Linked DNA regions of Mus musculus: regions 1, 2 and 4 are each linked to region 3. The links are chromatin contacts, called in public HiChIP or PLAC-seq and promoter capture Hi-C maps. All regions are on one chromosome and are shown on one strand. Each heading gives the region's core, a stretch centred on a gene start, on an enhancer-like site or on the middle of the called end of the contact. The rest is flanking DNA. Distances are from core to core; before and after follow the strand shown.

Region 1 (4,248 bases), core at 944-3,443, 1.2 Mb after region 3:
CAAATAGTTCTCAGATGGCTAGGCTATAAACCACTCACAGACATCAATCTGCTTCATTTTCCACCATACACCATTTATTTGTAAGCACTTTAGAAAGGCTGTATTTACTGATACGTTAATGTGCAGGCCACTCTCAGCCTGGAGCATCTGGTAAGGTTACAGGTATCTCTAGACTGCATCTGAGAACCAAAGTGCTCTGCCAACACATGCACTACCTTATGTGTGTCAATAAAGCATTAATAGGAATGCAAAAAATAAAAAAATAAAAGTCAAATACAGTCTTTATTTCTGGTCTAGAGTTAAAAACAAAAACAGGCACTTTTTTAAAAATGAAAAGGTTTCACTTTAAAATTAAGGATCTTGCAAAGTCAGCAAAAGTGAAAAGTGGAAGAAGTTGTCTGTGCATTTTGAACTTTTCCTTTAGCTTTAAGATGACAACAGACTGGATAGGCAGAGCACAAGGGACCATTTAGAAAACATATTAAAGACACAAAACCTGAACACAGACAAATATTTGAATGTAGACAACCATTTCAGTGTACTGGATTTTTAAACACTTCCAACTTGGAATAAAATTACCTTACAAAACTACAAAGGTGACTTCTGAGAAGGAACTGTTGTTGAATATACAAAGCATTCCCAAACATAAAACTGTTGTGAAAGTTACCACCCACTTATTTGGAAAGGGAAATCTATAGGAACACGATTCCATCTCCCTAAAACTTCTCACTATAGAGAGTAATAGAAAATGTATTCAGTTTTGAACATTAAGTGTGTCCCTTGTGAACAGATCTGGTTAACGTTCTACCATTTGCCAATAATCTAAGGATCATATTGCTGTATTTTATTAGGAACTGTCCAGATGATTAAAGAGAAATCTTTGACTAAGGATTTAATGAAAATGAAGCAAAACACTCTTAACACTTGTCTTCCCAGATGTTGAAAAGTGGAGATGTCCCCCTAGGATTTCCAAGAAAGTACCTATGTGTAAGATTTATTTATTTTTATTTTCTTTTGGAGGTAAAAGCGTACTGATTGGATCTAACGTAAATGCAAATAACAAAACCTTAGAAATAATTTTACAAAAATAAAATTACAATTAGATTTCCCGAAGGGCCTACAGATAACAAGAATTATAAGCTTTTCTCCTAAGCAAACAGTACCTCAATTAAGAACTACCGGGTTTCTTTTAACCCAACTTATTTCTTCTATGAAACTTTGAAGTGAAGACCTAAAACAAAACGGCAAAAGGTAGAGGGGGCCCGGCGGAAGTAGAAACCAGGGCTTGCAACTTCACAAGAGTGGCTCGGGTTCCTCCTCCGCCGCCCCAGGACCATCGGAACTCAAGAGGCTACACCACTAGAGAGGCTTCCCACTCCAGGCACGGGGGCAGAAGCAGCATCTGAGTTTCTCTCTCGCCTTTCCACCTTGCAAGAAAGGCCCCTTCGGTATAGCTCAGGGCCTGGAGGCTCCCGAGGCCCGTTAGCCAGTGCGATGTCCCCATCTTACACAAACAAACAAATAAAAAAAAAAAAAGAAAGAAAGAAAAGAAAACCACACAAGTGGCGGAGGATGCGCGTGTATGGCCAGAAACGTAAAGCTTCAAGGACCAGCAGCTGCTGGGAACGTGGCAGGCAGGAGCCGTGTCCAGTGGCCGGGGCTCCTGGATGCTGCTGCCGCCGCCACCGCCGCCGCTGCCTTCTCTCCTAGCCCAGGAAGCAGCACGGCGGCAGCGGCTGCTCCGCGCCGGCGGGAGCCGGGGAAGCCCCGCGGCGGGCAGCGGGGGCCCGGGCCTAAGCTCCGGAGCGGCTGCGGCTGCGGTAGCTGCGGTGGTGGCGGCGGTGGCGGCCCGAGCACGGCGACGCTTTACGTCCCGTCCACCCCGCCACACACCCCCTCCCTCCTCCAGCGCCGCCACCCCCTCCCCGCCCGCCCGCCCGCCCGCTCCGCTCTTCCCTCTCTCGATTGGAGCCGAGACAAAAGCAACGGGAAGCGGCGGGCCGGGACGCTACCCGCGGACCCCGGGCGCGACCGGACCAGCCCCGAGGCATTCCCCCGCCTTGAGGGGGCCCCCAATCCGCCTCCCCCGCCGCGTGCCCCGCCGCCAGACTTCCGAAAATTGGCCAAAAACTCACCGCATGAATTTTCTTGTCCCGCGGATCCAAGATGGCGACGTATCCACCGCGGAGGCTGCTGGGAGCAAGACCTTTACCCTCTGACCCCCGCCGTGACCCCCGTCGCTCCGACTCCGCTCGAAGGCGGCGGCGACGGCGGCTGCAGCAGCAGAAGCCGGCGAGCGAGCGAGGCTCGCCGAATGGACGGAACGCCGCCCGTACGCCAGTCGACCGTGAGAAGCACAACGCTCGCCTGGAGCCTTCCCGGGCTTCCGCCGCCTCCCGCGGAAGGTGCGGCGCTGTCTTGTGGCGGTGACCGAGGAGAGTGGGGCCTGGGCGGCCTCTCCGGGCTCCCGAAGCCAGACCGCCGCCACGCCGGGAGCTGCTGCGGCCACGCCTGGAGCTGCGGCCTGGGGTCCGAGCGAGCGGGCGAGCGCGGCCTCGGGGGCGGGGAGAAGCCGAGGGTGGCGTGGGTCCGCCCACCGGGGGACGCGCAGCGTGTTTGTGTTTGTGTTTTCCTCGGACACCCCGCCCCCGAGCACCTCCTGCGGGCTGTCCCCGGGCTGTCCCCAGCCTGCTGCGCGGCGCGGTGCGGTGCGGTGCCTGCGGTGCTTCGGTCCTCCCACCGCCCCGCTGCCTGCGCTACCTGGGTGCGCTCCCCCAGACACCCGCCGCACGCCGCCCGCACCTCCCGAGCAGTGAGTTCCCCTCCGCTGGAACCTAGGCGTTTGATCGCCGCCCCCTCTTCCTTTTCATGCTCCCCTTTTTTTTACCTGCCCCCCCCCCCCCCGGTCTAAACCTGGTGAGAGGAAGTAAGGGGGAAGCGTGTTTTTAAAGCACTGCCGGGAGTACTTAATCTAACCGAACGGTGTTTGTGGCACTTTATTTAGTTCCCGCCCGGCGCGCCCTTGGTAAACCTTAGTGACCAGCTGGCTCATCCACTAGACCTTTTGAAAATACGGTGGCTGTGGTTGGGAACTAAAGTGTTTTGCTCTCCAAAGCCGGACTGTCCCTGAAAGTGAAATTACTTTTTATTGCTGTAATACTCTTAGTTTACACCTTTGAACATCCACAAACTTCGTGTTTTACGGTTACTTAACTTGCTAAAAAGCCTCTTTGTGCTTTGAAGTTGCGAGTTTCATAACGTATCGCTGTTCATGTTTGAGTGGTAGAGCTTACTAATGCGGATTACTACTCATTTGAAGTAAATAAAGTTTCTGCTGTAGTTTAATAAATTACCTCCTTCCAGCCCGCCAGTCTATATAGTTAGATATAGATTCTGTGATAAACGGAAGCGATATATATTTTTATCATAGAAAGCTAAAGGCAAGAAATAGGATACAATAGCCTACGGTGAAATTAAAAGTACCTTTGTCATGGTTTTGAAAGTAATTTGACATAGCAGATATGCAGTATCAGCAGATATGCAAATTTGTTTAAATGCGGACAGGAACTGGTGTAGCCAGTAGAAAAAAAAGGTTTATTTTGCTAGGTTGTTCATTTCATTAAATACTCCTTTTCACCGTTTTGTGTTTTGTTGGTTTTTCACTTTAGGGAAATTCAAGAAGGAACAACACAGTCCTACATGGCCCCTCCCCCAACCGTGCCTTCCTGTCTCGTCTGCTTTCTCTTCCTCTCAAGTTAGCATCTACTGCCATAAGGTAGTGTGTTCAAAGACTGGCTACTCTAGGCGTGTGCAGCTCATGTGCGTGAATGCATGCAATGCAGAGCACCTTAATCTGGCTGCTCGTTATTGGGAGCCCTTAATGTGTATGTAGTAGCATTATCACATTAAGTAACATTAAATATTCTAATTCATTACTCTTCTTACGTATATTAACTTAAAAACACATTTTTGTCAAAATTTAAACATTGCTGTCACTGGGGAAGGTCTGAGAGTATTGCTATGCTTGGACTTTACCAGGTGAGATAAGACCATTTTCTTAATTAATGTGTGGAACAGGGATGCTAGGAAAAACTCCATGAACGTCCTAGCATTTGCTAAAGGCTGTATTGATGGCTCAACGTGACGATGTATGCACTCAATAAAAGATGTATGCACTCAATAAAAATCTTAAATCATCCTGTCGCACCGAAAACTTCTTTTCAGGGCATAATTTCACAGATCTTTATA
Region 2 (4,873 bases), core at 2,344-4,843, 1.1 Mb after region 3:
TGTAGCCCTGGCTGTCCTGGAACTCACTCTGTAGACCAGGCTGGCCTCGAACTCAGAAATCCACCTGCCTCTGCCTCCCGAGTGCTAGAAATAAAGGTGTGCGCCACCACGCCCGGCTGATTCTTACCGTGTCCCGATTACACATAGTTTTTACTTTAGCAGTAGAAGCAGAATCATCAGTTTGCTCTATGTATAAACCACTCTTAAGCCATTTTTTTTCGTTTTACCATCCAAGCTGAAAACTAACGATCTTGAGATAATGTATAGCACTTGATTCAACCTGATATTAAAACTACTGGGTTGTTTTTCTCTTTCAATGCATTTATGTGCTTCATCTCCCAAATCTGATCCAAGTCACTGTTAAATGTCATCGCCAACAGGAACTTGGTGACATGCCATGAGAATTTACATTCTTGAAAGCATACTACTAAGTTTCTTAATTTACTTTCTTTAGTTTTTAATTTTAGTGTGTGCAGGATCAGGGATTTTAACTTAGAGCCTCATATATGGCAGGGCAAACACTCTATCAGTGAGCTATACTGCCGCACATCTTAAAGATTACCTCCTTAGCAGATGTTTCTAAGTCATTATAAACTTCATAGACAAACCATAGTTGAGAACATTTCCATTCTTCTCTTTTCACGTGTGCGCAGGCGCGTGCGTGTGTTTGTAGAAACTTTGTGCAGAAATGATGCTCTGAATGCAAATGTAAATGAAGTGAGCCTTGCAGGGCCATGCTCAGGCGCCTCATGTTTTATGGGCAAGGCCTAAGACTTCAGGAGACCTGCTTGGGAATGGAAGGATTCAAGATCAACTTGACTGTACACGGAAAAAAGTTGGGTTTCGAAAGCTAAGTGAAAATGTTCAAGATCTTCATGAAAATGAAATTACAGCAAAGATTTATGTCAATGCCTAAATGATTTAATTTGTACATTTTCAAACTGAAATGATTAAAAAAAAGCCAATTCATCAACAAGTATTAGTAAAATACCCATGGATAAGCAGTTGGCTTTTGTAGATAGTGCAAGATACTCTCAGTTCTTAAGGAAGATTACCTTGAAGGAAAATTTCAGCAAACACCTCCAGAAAAGCGTTTTACCATGTTACAGTGCACCTCAAGTACAGATCTCTGCATCCAAGCAGGTGAAAGGGTTGCGTTGTGCAGGGTACTAGCTTCCGTTCCACAAAGCCAGTTACACTCGGTGAGTTATGGGCAGAGCATACCCATTTGCTTCACTGGGGGAAATGAACCATACAACCACAAACAGAACCAAATCTAAGGGGAAAATGTGGAATGTATATATAGTTTCAGCCAATTTCTTTGTATGTAGGGTGGAACTTCAAATGTACATTTTCAATTTACAGTTGAAGTCAAGTTGACCTGTGACATCACCAAATTGTAAAAACAACGTTTAACAGGCAACTTTCCTTAATTTTGATGACTCCGACTCTGAAATAAAAATAACTTGGAAAACTGAAATAAGTGTCCACTTAAATTTTCTGCCTATGGCTGCTAAGAATTAGACCCAACACAACAAACCTGACGTGAGCTCCTTGTTTGTCAGTCGCATGACCGTGCTTCAGCTGCTACATCAATCATTGGAGACCACCTCCCTCCCTCCCTCCCTCCTACTGTCTTCTCCTGCCCACCAATTGCTGGCGGTTGCATAGGGAGTCTTATTTTATAAGGTTAAAGTTCACAGTAAGTATCAAAAACCACAACAGAGAGCGCACTGTTTAAGATATACCTCACCACTATTTGAGGGAAACTGGTATCAACGATTTGGATGAGGCATATCTTAAATAGTGCAGCATCTGTTGTGATTTTTGTCACAAGAGTTAAAACTGTAATTATTGAAGTGTCACCTTTACCGCTGAGGTGGTGCTCTAAATTCTGCAATGTTTTTAACAATCATGGTATTTTTAAAAAAAAAAAAATCCGTTTTGGCTATCTCTAAATGCTTAGGGGTGAATTTTAAGTTCAAAGTTCCTATACATTCCTGACACACAAACAGCATTCATAAATGTTACTTTTCAAACGTTACTTAGGCTATGTCAGTAAGTATTCACTCAACTAGGAAAACAGGTTAAAAATAAAAACTGAAAACTTGTATTCCACATAGCCTGTTCCCTATCTCTAGTCCTCCTGGCAGTTTAAGCCACAGTTTTGCCTCCACACAGTTTAAGAATTCAGTCACCTGCAAGTGTGAACCATCCAGGTCAGCAAGCTGAAGGTAAATTTCATGAAGACTAAATAAATCTCAAATTTCTACCACCAAATTCCTCATCAATTTCTCACAGAACAAACTTTCTGGTTGGGTCCCACCCTGGTCAGGTGCTAACTTGCAACGTAGCTCCAACCTACCCAATGCTCCCCTCAGCTAATGCTGAGGCCACCTTCCTAAGTAAGGGGCCCAGGGTGGCCCCATCAACAGATCTGCCGACATCGGAAAAGAAGAGGACGACTGACATCAAGTCACACCATTCAGAATCTGTAAAACCTGAGGTTTTCCTCTGTGTTTTTCTGGAGAAGAAGAAATGTCACAATTTCAAATCAAAGCCAACACTGCAGTGAGGAGAGCTTTTCTACTTTATTACAAAGAGAAGAAGCCTTTATGTGGTCAGAAAATACAAGATTGATCTTTTTCTCTTCCTATGAAACGCTGCTGTTCAAACAGCCAGAGTGAATTGTCTCAGTTCACGTCTTGAAGCCCCATCACATTCACTTGGGTATGGATGTCCTTGGCTGCTGAAAATCTGGCCCTTTAGTGCACAGGGCGACAAAGTCCCCTGACCAGCAGTTCCAGAATGTCCCATTTTCATATATTGCATCCATGCACACCTCCTAAAAATGAGGTACAGCAGGGCAAACATTTTCCAAAATAGATGTCATATATATAATATATACACATTCGTACATACATACCTTTATTCATGTGATGTCCAAAATTTAAAAAAAATGTACACATTTATTACAAAATCGTAACAAAGACTGGACAGTGTTTTGCTCATTCTGGATGAAGCTCAGTTACAGCGCAGCCCTGGAGCCCCAGAGACTGTGGCGATCTCTACAGTCGGATGCCTGCAGTAAGCCTGGCCAAACCGCCTTTCAGAAACACAGGGGAAGTAAAAAGAAAGAAGCAGACCTCGCTCATCCTTCCAAATGAAATACGAGAAGGATCTTCACATAAAAATGCACAAACATCTGTTCTTTTATTACCAATAGTGCTACAATGAACAATGCAAATTTTGTGGTCTAATTTTGTTGAGTCTTTTGTGGGTTTTCTTTTTTTACATTTAAGAAACTAAATGGTAATTTCTGTCAGTGTACTTGCTTGTCTTTATAGACCCAAGTCTGTCTGCTGGCAAAAAGAAAATAAATGAAAAAATTCAGACCCTGCTCAAAGTAGAGAAAACAAATTACAAATTTAGTTGTTGGGCAGCACATAATTGGTAAGGCAGGACCTCAAATGGTGACCCTTTCTTTACGTAAGCCAATTGCCAGATCCTCAAGGGATTAAAACCAGGGTGCCTGAGCCACATCAGCTCTGCAGTTATGTCGAGTATTGTGCTGAGACAGCCATACCCCAAGAAAAGGGAAGTCTTTTTAGAAGGCTTGCTGAGCAGGGTTGTAGTTGAAGGTGGATGGCAGGTGAGGCCGCTCTTCTAATTTGTCATATTCCAGATGGAACTCCTACAAAAGAACATCAAAATTGAGAATTTAAATTACTTCATAGTGCTCTTTTAAAAACATTTACTGTGAGTGTGTATGTGAAGACAGACAGACAGACACAGACACACACAGGCGCGTGTGCAAACACAGTCATGTGTGAGGGCCAGAGGACTATCTGCAAGGTATAGGACTTATACCATACATGTTCTGGGAATCAAATTTGGGTAGGTCATTAGTCTCCTTGGAAATAGCCTTTCCCTCTGTGGCATCTCACTAGTCTAAGTGTCTCTTTTAAGGGTTCCCCCCTCCCCTTTGGTCAAGATATATTTTCTATATGAATAATTAAAACGAGTCCACCTAAAGAAAACAGAGACACACACATACTAGCTCTTTCCCCTTTTAAGTAAGCAGTCCAGACAACAGCAGTGCCCTTTGCCTACTATCTGGCAGGTACACAGTATAGACTTCTGAATGTAGGATCAGTAACTCAGAAATGTGTATTCATAAAAATTATGTGCAAATTTTACTTAGAAATAAGAAGTGAAATTATTACAGCTCTAATGCAAAAGACTGAAGATTACAGGATGTTTAAAATAAAGCATTCCAATAAAGTACAAAAGCAAAACCAAAATAAGGAACGACCCCGACGTTTTGTTTATGTTTAAAATGAGGCACTTCCCAATATCCCTTAATGACAATTTTTTTTTAAAGCAAGGTTATACTTTAACTTCACTAAAATCTCAGGGAAACAAAGAGCTGAAACACACACATCTCAAGCGCTCCCATTTCACAGATGGCAGAGAACAGTCATTTAAAGCCACAGAGTGGTTTTGGTGTCTAGCTATCTGAAAGCTAAGTGGATTAGTGATCTTAATCAAACTGTTTTCAAGCTGGTTTTGTCTGTACTGTAGCTGCTTATTTGTAGGCTTATTTGCAGGCAGAGAGCACCGTGGTTTTCCACTTTCCCCTCAGAGCTTGGCTCAGGCCCCTGGCTTGTTGGCGAGCATCTGGACCACAGAGCCATCTTGCTGCCCCTCCCCACGCTTAAGACAAAGTCTTGCTGGGGAGTTTAGCCTGGCTTTGAAACTCCCTACATAACCCAAGCTGGCTCCAAATTCATAACTCTACCCACTCAGCCTCCAGAATACTTCCTACGTTACAGGTTTGTGCCAGCACTTTGCTTCAAGTTTTAAGATTTAA
Region 3 (4,636 bases), core at 1,029-3,528:
TTCTTTTGAGATAGGCTCTATGTAGCTCAGGCTGGCCTCTTCTTCCTCTGGTCTGGGGTCACAGACATGTACAAACACACCAGGCTTGGTTGGGCTCCCTTTGTTACAGCTCACTCAGCTCCCCTCTTCCAGTGCTCCTGTACCCCTGTACCCACAATGACGGATGCATCAGTGTTTATTTCAGTTGACATGTAACGTAATTTCCCCATGAAGGAAACAGCAGATAGATTTAACATTCTATAAGGCTTCCTTCTCATCAAATTCCTCTCTGGCGATGTGCAACTGGCACTTTAAGTATCACTCTTAACTCTCTGCAGCAGCCAGAAGGCTTTTTATTATGTAAATCTAACCGTGCCCGTCTTTTCATAGTCATGGGGCTTCTTCAAGTACTCTTGGAACAAAGTAGAAAACGCTTTAATATAGAAGACCAAATCTCTGTCATCCTTTGGTGTCATCTGACATGTCACCTCTTTTGTGAAGTGTCCTTTGACTTTCTGAGGCTAAATTAGGTCTCTCTGAAAGTCTTTTCTGTGGCACTCAACAGAAATTATGCCGCACTCCTCTATTCAATTCTAAAGTCCCCGAGGGTAAGAACTATCTACATCATTAGCATAATGTCCGGCAATTAGGGACCCAGTGTACATTAGCTGTAAGAACGAATAAAGCACTACATTTGCATGAAATACTTTAAAAACAAACATCAGAGGGATTTTGAAAGTGGCAGCTTTTAGTTAGGGGATGCACGTAGTAACAGTGAGGTAGGAAAAAGAGCAAAGATATTTCTAAGATCACAAGGTATAATGGTACAGCATATAAAATCAGAACTGTTTTCAGTTTAGTTTTCAGTATTTCTTTTCTTCAGGCAGTTGGCAGTTCTAGAAGGAAAGGTGACCATTTACTGAGTGCCGCCTATTATATTCAAGTCGGTGTTCACATGCTTTGGAGTTTGACTTAACAGAATTAAAGACATGACTGTACGTTCAACCTGTGTGTGAGTGCGTGATTCTGTTCAAGAGAGAGTTTCTATTTGCTCTTTGATAAACATTGCTTAATTAGATTGACTCAGTTACCATGTGTGACTATTAGAAATGTTTCCCACGTCAATTCCAGTAGTGAAAATTGCCTAATCTTAACTCGAACTCAGCAGGCTTCTAAAGTGATTTGTTGGTTTGAACCCTTATGGCGTCATTCTTCTTAAGGCATGGTCTAAGATATAAAAAATAAAAGAGTAGAAAATAAAGGTATACTCATCACTTTTTAATGCAAGGCATAGTAACTCGGGTTTCTTTTTCTTTTCTTCCTTTCTTTCTTTTTTTTTTTTCAAATTTGGTAAACTTTCCTCGGAAAAGGAGCAAATGTTTCCAGATGTGCGGACCCACACACAAAGGACAAGAGCGAGGCTCCCCTTGCTCTTCGCAGCTGGGCAAGTGACCAAAGTCAGAGGACCTTGTTCTTCTGACACGACCGAGACTCAAGACTGCCTAGGCTCCCGTTTCCGTCACCCCGCTCCCCTCCCAGGTTTACCTGTGGAAGCTGATGTTAATGTGCTTGTTGTAGGTAGCAGCACAGCCCGCCGCGGCGCAATTGGTCGGCATTTCCCCGGGCCCCTCATTCGGCGCCACCTTACGCCACTTCGGAGGCGCTGCCCGCTAAGCAAGCTTCTGTCAAACGCTAGACAAACGAGGCAGGCGACCCCGCGCCGCCAGCTCGGTGCAGAGCGCGGGGAGGGCAGAGGGGCGTGCACAGTACCGGGGTGGGAGGGAGGGCCCACTCTCCTGTCTCTTTATTAATATGGCGGGCTTAGGCCTGCAGAGCCAACGTGCCGGAGCTCCGGGCGCAGACAGTCGCCTTCACCAACATGGCGGCCACACCCGCTCCCCGCCCTCCCCTACCTCCCGGGGTCCCAAAGAGACTAGGTCCAGCGTCTCAGACGGGGGCCCCCTAGCAATGAATGAGAAGATGGCAGATGTCTTCCCCACCGACTAATGACTCTGAAACTCAGGTCTGCGGCTGAAAGAGCATGTCCGCAACCCAGACACTAACCCCTTCCTTCCCCGCCTGCCACCTCGGACGGGATGCTAGGGGACAGTTAAGACTGCAGGGACACAAGGGCGAAGCCTGGAGCAAGAGGAGACTACAAATCCCAGCCAGCACCGCGGCGGACATGGGGGTGGGCGCTTCCTGTCTCGCAAGACTCGGAGGGTCGCCTTCCGGCGTGCCGCAGGAAATGACGCTCGGGACCCGGCCTCCTTCTACAGAGGCTTTCTCGCGAGGCGGAAGAGCAGCAAGGGGGCGCTAGGAGAGGGAACTGGCGAGCGACGGTCCGACGAGCGAGAGAGAGCGATCTGGGGTGCGGGGAAGTTGGGGAGCAGAACCTGCCGGGCGTCCGAGCACGGGAAAGGCCGCGCCCGCCGGGTCCGTTAGGACAGAGGGCGGAGGAGGAAGGGGAAGGCAGGCGGCGGTCGGGCGGTCCCCGGCCGGAGGGCTTCAGGTCGTGTGGCCAGCGCTGCACTCCGGATGGCGGCCGCCGCCGATCCTTCGACCCCGGCCTCTAGCGGCCTCTCGCCGAAGGAAGAAGGGGAGCTCGAAGACGGGGAGATCAGCGACGACGACAACAGCCGGAGCCGGAGCAGCAGCAGCAGCAGCAGCGGCGGCGGGCTGTTACCGTACCCGCGGCGGCGGCCTCCTCCCCCGGCCCGGGGCGGTGGATCCGGGGGAGGCGGCGGCGGCTCCTCGTCCTCCTCGTCGTCCTCCCAGCAGCAGCTGAGGAATTTCTCACGCTCACGGCACCCGGCCGAGCGGGGCCAGCTCAGGGGACCCAGCAGCTACCGACCCAAAGAACCGTTCCGGACTCACCCGCCCCCAGGGCGGATGCCGTCGGGGTCCCTGTCGGAAAGCAGCCCCCGGCCGTCCTTCTGGGAGCGGAGCCACATCGCCCTGGACCGTTTCCGCTTTCGAGGCAGCAGGCCTTACCGGGGTGGGAGTCGCTGGAGTCGGGGGCGAGGAGTGGGGGAGCGAGGAGGCAAGCCGGGGTGCAGACCTCCTGGAGGAGGAGGATCAGGAGGAGCGGGATCCGGATTCGGCAGCAGCCAGAGCTGGCGAGAACCCTCTCCACCCCGCAAGAGCTGTATCCTTAACGTGGCGGTCCGCCCTGGGTGTGTCGCCGGAGCTCCCTTTGGCGTCATGGCTAGGTCCCGGAGTTTTTTAACTTTTCAGAACCACTCATTTCTCTCCCCCGTTCGTCGGCGGTTGTCACGGGCCGCACTCCACCGCTATTTTCGTAGGCTGTTTGACTGAATGGGTGCCTTTTGCTTTTGGATAGGACTGTGTCATGGATTCGGGTCAGCTAGGGAAATGAAATACAGTCTGGGTTTTTAAACAGGACACCAACAGCCCAAGTTTTGTTTGTCTATTTGTTTGTTTGTTTCTTTTTTGCAAGCCCTGGGATTTCGTATTTAACAGGAAATCGACTTAGATTATTAAGGAAAAGAAGTACTCAAACATCTGGAGGAATACTGTTACTTTTATTACGTCCTGACTTTAGAGTTCGTAAAGTTTTCCTCTGTAATTCTTACTGTTCTTGTGATTTTTTTTTTCTTAAATTTGTAGTTATTCATCCCCGTTGCTGCCCTTTGTTTTCTGTGTTTGTGTGTGTGTGTGCACGCGCGTGTGCAGATCCTTTATTTTTACCAGTTTTACAATTCAGCTCTTTTAAATTCATAAGTAGTTTGGAAAGCTATATGCATTAAGTTCACTCTCCTATGTTGGCTTTTTGGCTTTATAACTTTTTGTGTTGCTGACATGTAGGTCAGAGAAAGATAAACTTCCCAGCACTTTAAGCTTAGTGTGTTAGAAAAGGAGAGATGGATAGGGAGGGTATGGGCTAGTGGAGAAGAAATGTCCTAATTTCTGCACCCTCTCACCTTATTCTCAGTTATCTTTAACATTACTAAGTTTACTCGGGATTTATGCTAAGAAATTGTCAAAAGCTTTCCTGTTTTTATGAGTTTATATGTCCTGACTTCTACTTTTTAAAATAATTTACTAAGCACTCTCATTACTGGCTATAATTCCCATGATGTGATGACTGTTTAATATATTTTCTATAAAATGTACGTCTGACACTTGATTGGAAGATACTCAAAATACTTTTTATGGAGAACTTTAGGCCAGCTGTGCTTCTGCCAGCTGCGTGATATTGAGCAAGGAATGCATAAAGAACAGATTTTGGTTCCTGTGTCCCGAAAAAGCTTTTACTTTTATTACCTGTCATTGTTTTAGAAGCATCTCAAGATCGTTTTGGAGAAAAATCACAGGTAGGTAACCTTTTAAAAGATGATGAATGTTCTTAATGAAGATTAGAAAACCTTTACCCATGATTCTATGCAAACATGAGCCATTCATGGATTTGCTTTCTGAATTAAAAATCAAAGGATGTTTAAATACATATAAGCATGTAAAGTTAGCTAGATGAAAATTTGTAATTTGTACTGGACAAACAATGAAAATAGAGTTTTGTAAAAAAAAAAAAAACAAAACAACAAAACAAAACAAAACAAAACAAAAAACCAAACCATCATCCCGAGGACCCTTTGGCAATTCAACTGTGGCAATTCAAAGGTTGTCTCAATCTCCT
Region 4 (4,842 bases), core at 1,856-4,355, 1.2 Mb after region 3:
ATAATAATACTCTACCACGGATCGACTGCTAAGTACTCGCTTAAAAAAAATCCCTACAAATTTTTCTAAGTGGTTTCTGATATTCACTACTTATCAATATCTGACATAGTCAAAGATGCACAAATGTTTGTGTTTCTAAACACATTACAAGTACCCAAAGGAGGTCCCAAGCTAACTAGTACAACTATGACTCTGAAACATCAACTACCCTAAGATGCTGTGGCCTGCATACAGACTTTTCATACTGACTTATAAAAGTGAAGCTGGGTGCTTCCACAGCTTACACTTCCATTTCCCTGCAGTATAAAATGCTAGTCTGTGTACAGTAATGCTTAGAACTTACCAGGTAGAAACACTCCTTCCCGACTCCTTACATGGTTACTAAGTAGATTAACTTGTACTTTAGACTACCAAGTGTTACGTGTTTACCTTGACAAAGTGTCTGAAGGTTAACTGGGCTAAAAGCTTATTTTTCCTACTCAAAACAGTGGAATGTAAGGGATAACTTATCAAAACACTCCTAGAAAGAAAGATGTGCCTGTAATATCAAAACCTACACACATAGTAAAAATTACACATAAGAACGAGTGAAATGCCAAACTCAAATTAATGATTACTTCTGAAAAATAAAACAAGAAATGAGATATGGCAATATCTCCATAAATATAACAAGCTGAAAATACATATTTGTTAAAAAAAAAAAAAAAAACAACCAAAGATTACAAAGCAAAAGCACTGAAGAAAAAGGTTAGGATGGTCAACGTTCATATGGGACTTAGTGTTTTCCTTCAACATTTTTTATGAGGAAAAAAATTAATTTATTGCTAAAAGCTACAAGCTAAATGAAAGGAAGTTTGCATTCGGTATAAAAACCTTGGGAATCTCACCAGTAGACTGCCAGCACATTTCCCTGTTTCTTCCTCTCAGGTTTTCACTGGAATTTTATTCAAACAATATTCACTGAACATCTCCCCATAGAGCAGGTACCACATTAGACACTGGTGGTGCCAGAATAAGCGAACGTGGCTGCAGTCTTCCACAAGCTGACTGTGTCCACACAGATGCACTGTCCTGCAGTTGTCAGTAAAGGAGCCACTAGCAGTATACACTAAACATTTAAAATGTGGCTTGCATGGTCAGCAAAATAAAAATTTAATATTATTTAACATAACTGAGTTTAAGCAGCCATTGGTAGCTCCTATCTATGGAACGAACAGTGTACGGGAAATAAAAGAAAACAGATGGCTGCTCTGTGCTAAGGCCAACACTAACTGCAAGCAGAGGACTTGAAGCAACAGAAAAATAGTCCTGAGTCCATTAAGGAAGCTTCTGAAAAAATAGAAATCAAATTACTGAGGCATGAGATCCAAATTATTAAAAGCTTGGGGTACAAGGCACATGGAGCGTTAAAGCAGCTTTTAATTACTAAATAGTCAAACCCAGCAAAGGCAGTTAGAGAAGAGGTATTGAGGGCATAAAAACGCAACCAAGAAGTCAAGCAGGTGCCATGTTTAGAGCTTGAGTATTAGAGAAAGCCATTGATGAATTACAGTGATAATTAAGATGATTTAAATTTATGTATGTGCATAGCTGTGGCAAAATTAATGTAAATTATAGGAAGAATATAGAAAAAAATCTAAAACTGACATAATGTCTACTTTCTTATAAAAAGCTTGACGACCCTTTCATAAAGGACTGCCTTCCGAAACTAATTTATTTATGCAAACAAACTTCATCTGCTATATTCAAATGCCTAACTAGGCTTACTGACAGACAAAACATACGAAGTTAATACTACTACAAAAATAAGTATTTCAACTCCTGTGTAACTGAAAGTCTATAAGGTCTATATGGAAATGAAATTTGGAGAAATATTTTTTGTTAATCTCAAATATTAGTCAGTTATCAAGATGCTTAAAGAAACAAAACCAAAAGGTCTCAAATAAATGAAGTTATATAGACACAAAGAAGTCTACTTTAACAATGAAAAGAACGAAATTCTTATAAAATAAAAACTTATAAACTCCAAATTACTTTCACTTTAGAATATACAAGCTCCTAAGAGCTACTAAAACATACAGTTTTTTACTTTGGTGATTCAACATTATGTGACTGTCCCATACACTCTCAATACATTCATGTTAATGCTAGATATGAAACCAGTCTTCCATGCATATGTCCTTTTCAGAGGAGTTTTCAAAATGAAATAATTTTACGATCCAGACCTATTTCCAAAGATGTTTCAATATACACTGGACACCACTATGTAACAGTAAAAGGCAAGTGGAAAATTATTTCATCCAGCAAAAGTCTAGTCAAGAAAGTATCTTCATGCAAGCTCAAAAACTTTTATTATTTGCATATTGAGACTAGAATAAAGCACTTTTCTAGTAGTATAAGCAGAAATAAGAAACTCTTTTGGCAAAATATAACTGCTTTATTCCTTTCATAAGTATAAATTCTAGAAGTGTATATGAATATTGTTCCATGACACAAATTAGCTAATGTGTAAATCAAACAAAAGCTCTATACTCACAGTCTGCAAGTATGTTTGTGAGCACTAAAATGCCACACAACCCATAATTACAATATTCTTGTAGTGATTGAGCAAAACCTAACAAAGATGTAAAACCCCAAAAAGTGTAACCAATCAAAGTCTTACAAGTACAAGCTGCTGGAAGTGGTTCTGAGGTAGGAAGAGCTATATAGCAAGCACAATTAGTCATTAGCAGAGGCTAGTCCAGTCTATGAGTACAAATCAGAGAAGTGTTATAGGGAGAACTGATCCAGCATAATCGCAGCTTACTCTGGCTTATTAAAATAATAAAGATCTGGCCAGAAACTTCATCAATCAAGTTAGACAAAAGCTCTAGGAAGGTTAGATACAGAAGCATCTTCTATTGGGGATGGTACTACAAGACAGAACCCAAGTCTTATAACCAAAGGCTCTTGGCTGACACAGCATAAACTCACTTTCAGTTCTCTCCACTGCTCAAGCCTCAGTGCATGGAAAGAAAGGGTTAATTGCACTCCACCAAATGAGCCTGTGAGTAGCTGGTGTGTCACAGTAGCTGTCTTAGTCTCAAAGGACAACCGCCTGAGGTGAGAGGGAGCAACGGGGTGGAACCACGGCTGCCCAGGAAGTCTAACGGCTTATTCCTGTATGAACTTACTCAGTATTTAATATTACTTCATTGGATTCACTATCCAATGATATGAAGTAAGTTTCCATTTAGAACTTAACTTCAAACACTACCTGTTCTGTTTTTTAAAAAAAAAATCACTTTAATAACACTACCTTTAAAGTTTACCTTCTTTTGAAAGCTCAGGAAGAAATAGGAATGTTACAGTTCCATTACCTTTTGAGCATTCCTACATAATTAAGATTGGATAGTGTTAAGAAGTGTTAAGTAAGGAGCGAAACAAGAATCTGATGTTGTAAGGACAGCATATTAGTGACAAAACAGGATCTGGGTCACATATTCCTAGATTCCATTTATATTTCTTCTATAGCCTACTCAATGCTATGTACATTTCTCTATCACTCTATTATAGAAACTATAACCCAAAATTTACATTTCCTTCTTTCAGGAATGTGTGTAAAATACTTTATGAACTACTGCCTTTGAATCCAGCCAAAAATCATATATTATATATCAGATAATCCAAAATTTTGGCATATGTCAGAAAATTGTTCTGGTGTTAAAAATATACATTATAAACATGTCATTTTGTAAAACATTCACAATTATTTCAAGCTGTCAATTCCATTATGTAATATTTAAACTTATACCACAAATTTTCAGGAGATTGTATTTACTGTTAGTTACAATTTTATATTACTTTAAAACAGCTCAATACACTTATGACAAATGGAGAAAAGGGAGGGAAAAAAATCTTACCTGGTAGTTTCTTTTCTCAGATAATGTATGTCCATCAGTCCTCACCATAGAGTCGTGTCCTTTCCTCACAGTACTGGAGGCAATCAAATAGAACTGTCACTCAAGGGTCGTGTCACAGGAAGGACCGCCCACCAGTTCTCCCTCTAGAGTGGAATTATCCAAAAGCCATCAAAATTACTAACATGTAAATATACATAACATTAACAAAAATATTCAACATAGCACACAAAATACAATGAGAACAAACCTAAAAAGCAGCTAACTGTCTTAGACTCTGTCCCATTCTCCCCCTAGGTATTGAGAGCAGGCAACTAGCACTGGGCTCTGAGGTAGAGATTATCAGATATGAAAACTGTTCGTTCACACCTGCTTCCACTACTTTGTCACAATACCAGACATTACACACAACAGGAAGAAACATAGATGAACAAAAACAAAAAAAAAACAAGAAAACAACAACAACAACCACCCACCCCCTGACCCCAAGCTTTTTTGTGTGTCTTAAATATTCTCTGGTTATTCTCCAAATGACCAGTTAATTCAAATTCAATCATTAACTAGATGGCCCACCCCACTGCCTATACTCAGATGCTAGGAATGTAAGCTATATATGTATTGATTCATGTCGCTCACAAAGATTATTTCCACGCTAAAGGATGTAAATATATGGTATTTTTAAAACAATTATTAGATTAAAAACCCAATTCAGTGTTCTATCAGCCTAACTGCAACACCAATTTCATGCACATTACAATAGGATTCACTTTTTGACACTGGGGGGAAAGGATTTTTAATGATGTTTACTTCTTAACCTGGGTAAATACCTACAAAATAAATATGCACTGTACATGTCAGGTTAAAAAATGAAACTGAGATAAGAATTATCATGCTGTTTCAAAAATAAAAATTAAAATTCAAAAAGTTCAAAGATTTAAAGATA

What was found. Promoter capture Hi-C pulls out the DNA fragments that hold promoters and counts their contacts. HiChIP or PLAC-seq counts read pairs in DNA pulled down with a chosen protein or histone mark. Capture Hi-C pulls out chosen DNA fragments and counts their contacts.
Region 1: a promoter capture Hi-C map of liver shows a contact between it and region 3, with 4 times the contacts expected there. The contact joins the promoter of Cnot2 here to the promoter of Zfc3h1 in region 3. A contact is called at or near these places in 5 of 39 promoter capture datasets (the C10 cell line, cranial neural crest, embryonic stem cells and 2 more), 3 of 484 Hi-C or Micro-C datasets (the G1E-ER4 cell line, embryonic stem cells and regulatory T cells), 5 of 115 datasets of contacts at active chromatin or transcription factors (the SCID.adh cell line, astrocytes, cardiomyocytes and 2 more) and 2 of 9 other capture datasets (adipose tissue and liver).
Region 2: a promoter capture Hi-C map of liver shows a contact between it and region 3, with 2.5 times the contacts expected there. The contact joins the enhancer-like site here to the promoter of Zfc3h1 in region 3. A contact is called at or near these places in 6 of 39 promoter capture datasets (3T3-L1-derived adipocytes, the C10 cell line, hippocampal neurons and 2 more), 3 of 115 datasets of contacts at active chromatin or transcription factors (astrocytes, differentiating embryonic stem cells and large pre-B cells) and 1 of 9 other capture datasets (adipose tissue).
Region 4: a contact with region 3 is called in an H3K4me3 HiChIP or PLAC-seq map of the 230-238 cell line, with 5 times the contacts expected there. The contact joins the enhancer-like site here to the promoter of Zfc3h1 in region 3. A contact is called at or near these places in 2 of 39 promoter capture datasets (the HPC-7 cell line and liver), 1 of 484 Hi-C or Micro-C datasets (B cells) and 3 of 115 datasets of contacts at active chromatin or transcription factors (the 230-238 cell line, forebrain and large pre-B cells).

The regions. Positions count from the first base shown.
Region 1 is chr10:116,579,318-116,583,565 of GRCm38.p6, forward strand. Cnot2 (CCR4-NOT transcription complex, subunit 2) reads right to left here and starts at 2,194. Exons shown (of 16, transcript NM_001037846.3): 1 at 2,136-2,194.
Region 2 is chr10:116,482,593-116,487,465 of GRCm38.p6, forward strand. It overlaps Cnot2 (CCR4-NOT transcription complex, subunit 2), which reads right to left. Exons shown (of 16, transcript NM_001037846.3): 16 at 2,569-3,694. The coding sequence ends at 3,608. Among named protein-coding and RNA genes, the nearest start is that of Kcnmb4, 12 kb to the left of the region's middle. Within about 2 kb of position 3,594, at least 20 of the 459 cell types and tissues checked have an H3K27ac peak or open chromatin away from gene starts, as enhancers often do. A contact at or near this core is called in pre-B cells, where this site is marked.
Region 3 is chr10:115,382,681-115,387,316 of GRCm38.p6, forward strand. It overlaps Zfc3h1 (zinc finger, C3H1-type containing), which reads left to right and starts at 2,279. Exons shown (of 35, transcript NM_001033261.2): 1 at 2,279-3,127. The coding sequence starts at 2,518. It overlaps Thap2 (THAP domain containing, apoptosis associated protein 2), which reads right to left and starts at 1,755. Exons shown (of 3, transcript NM_025780.4): 1 at 1,525-1,755. The coding sequence starts at 1,595.
Region 4 is chr10:116,545,131-116,549,972 of GRCm38.p6, forward strand. It overlaps Cnot2 (CCR4-NOT transcription complex, subunit 2), which reads right to left. Exons shown (of 16, transcript NM_001037846.3): 2 at 3,903-4,045. The coding sequence starts at 3,950. Among named protein-coding and RNA genes, the nearest start is that of Cnot2, 34 kb to the right of the region's middle. Within about 2 kb of position 3,106, at least 30 of the 459 cell types and tissues checked have an H3K27ac peak or open chromatin away from gene starts, as enhancers often do. A contact at or near this core is called in the 230-238 cell line, where this site is marked.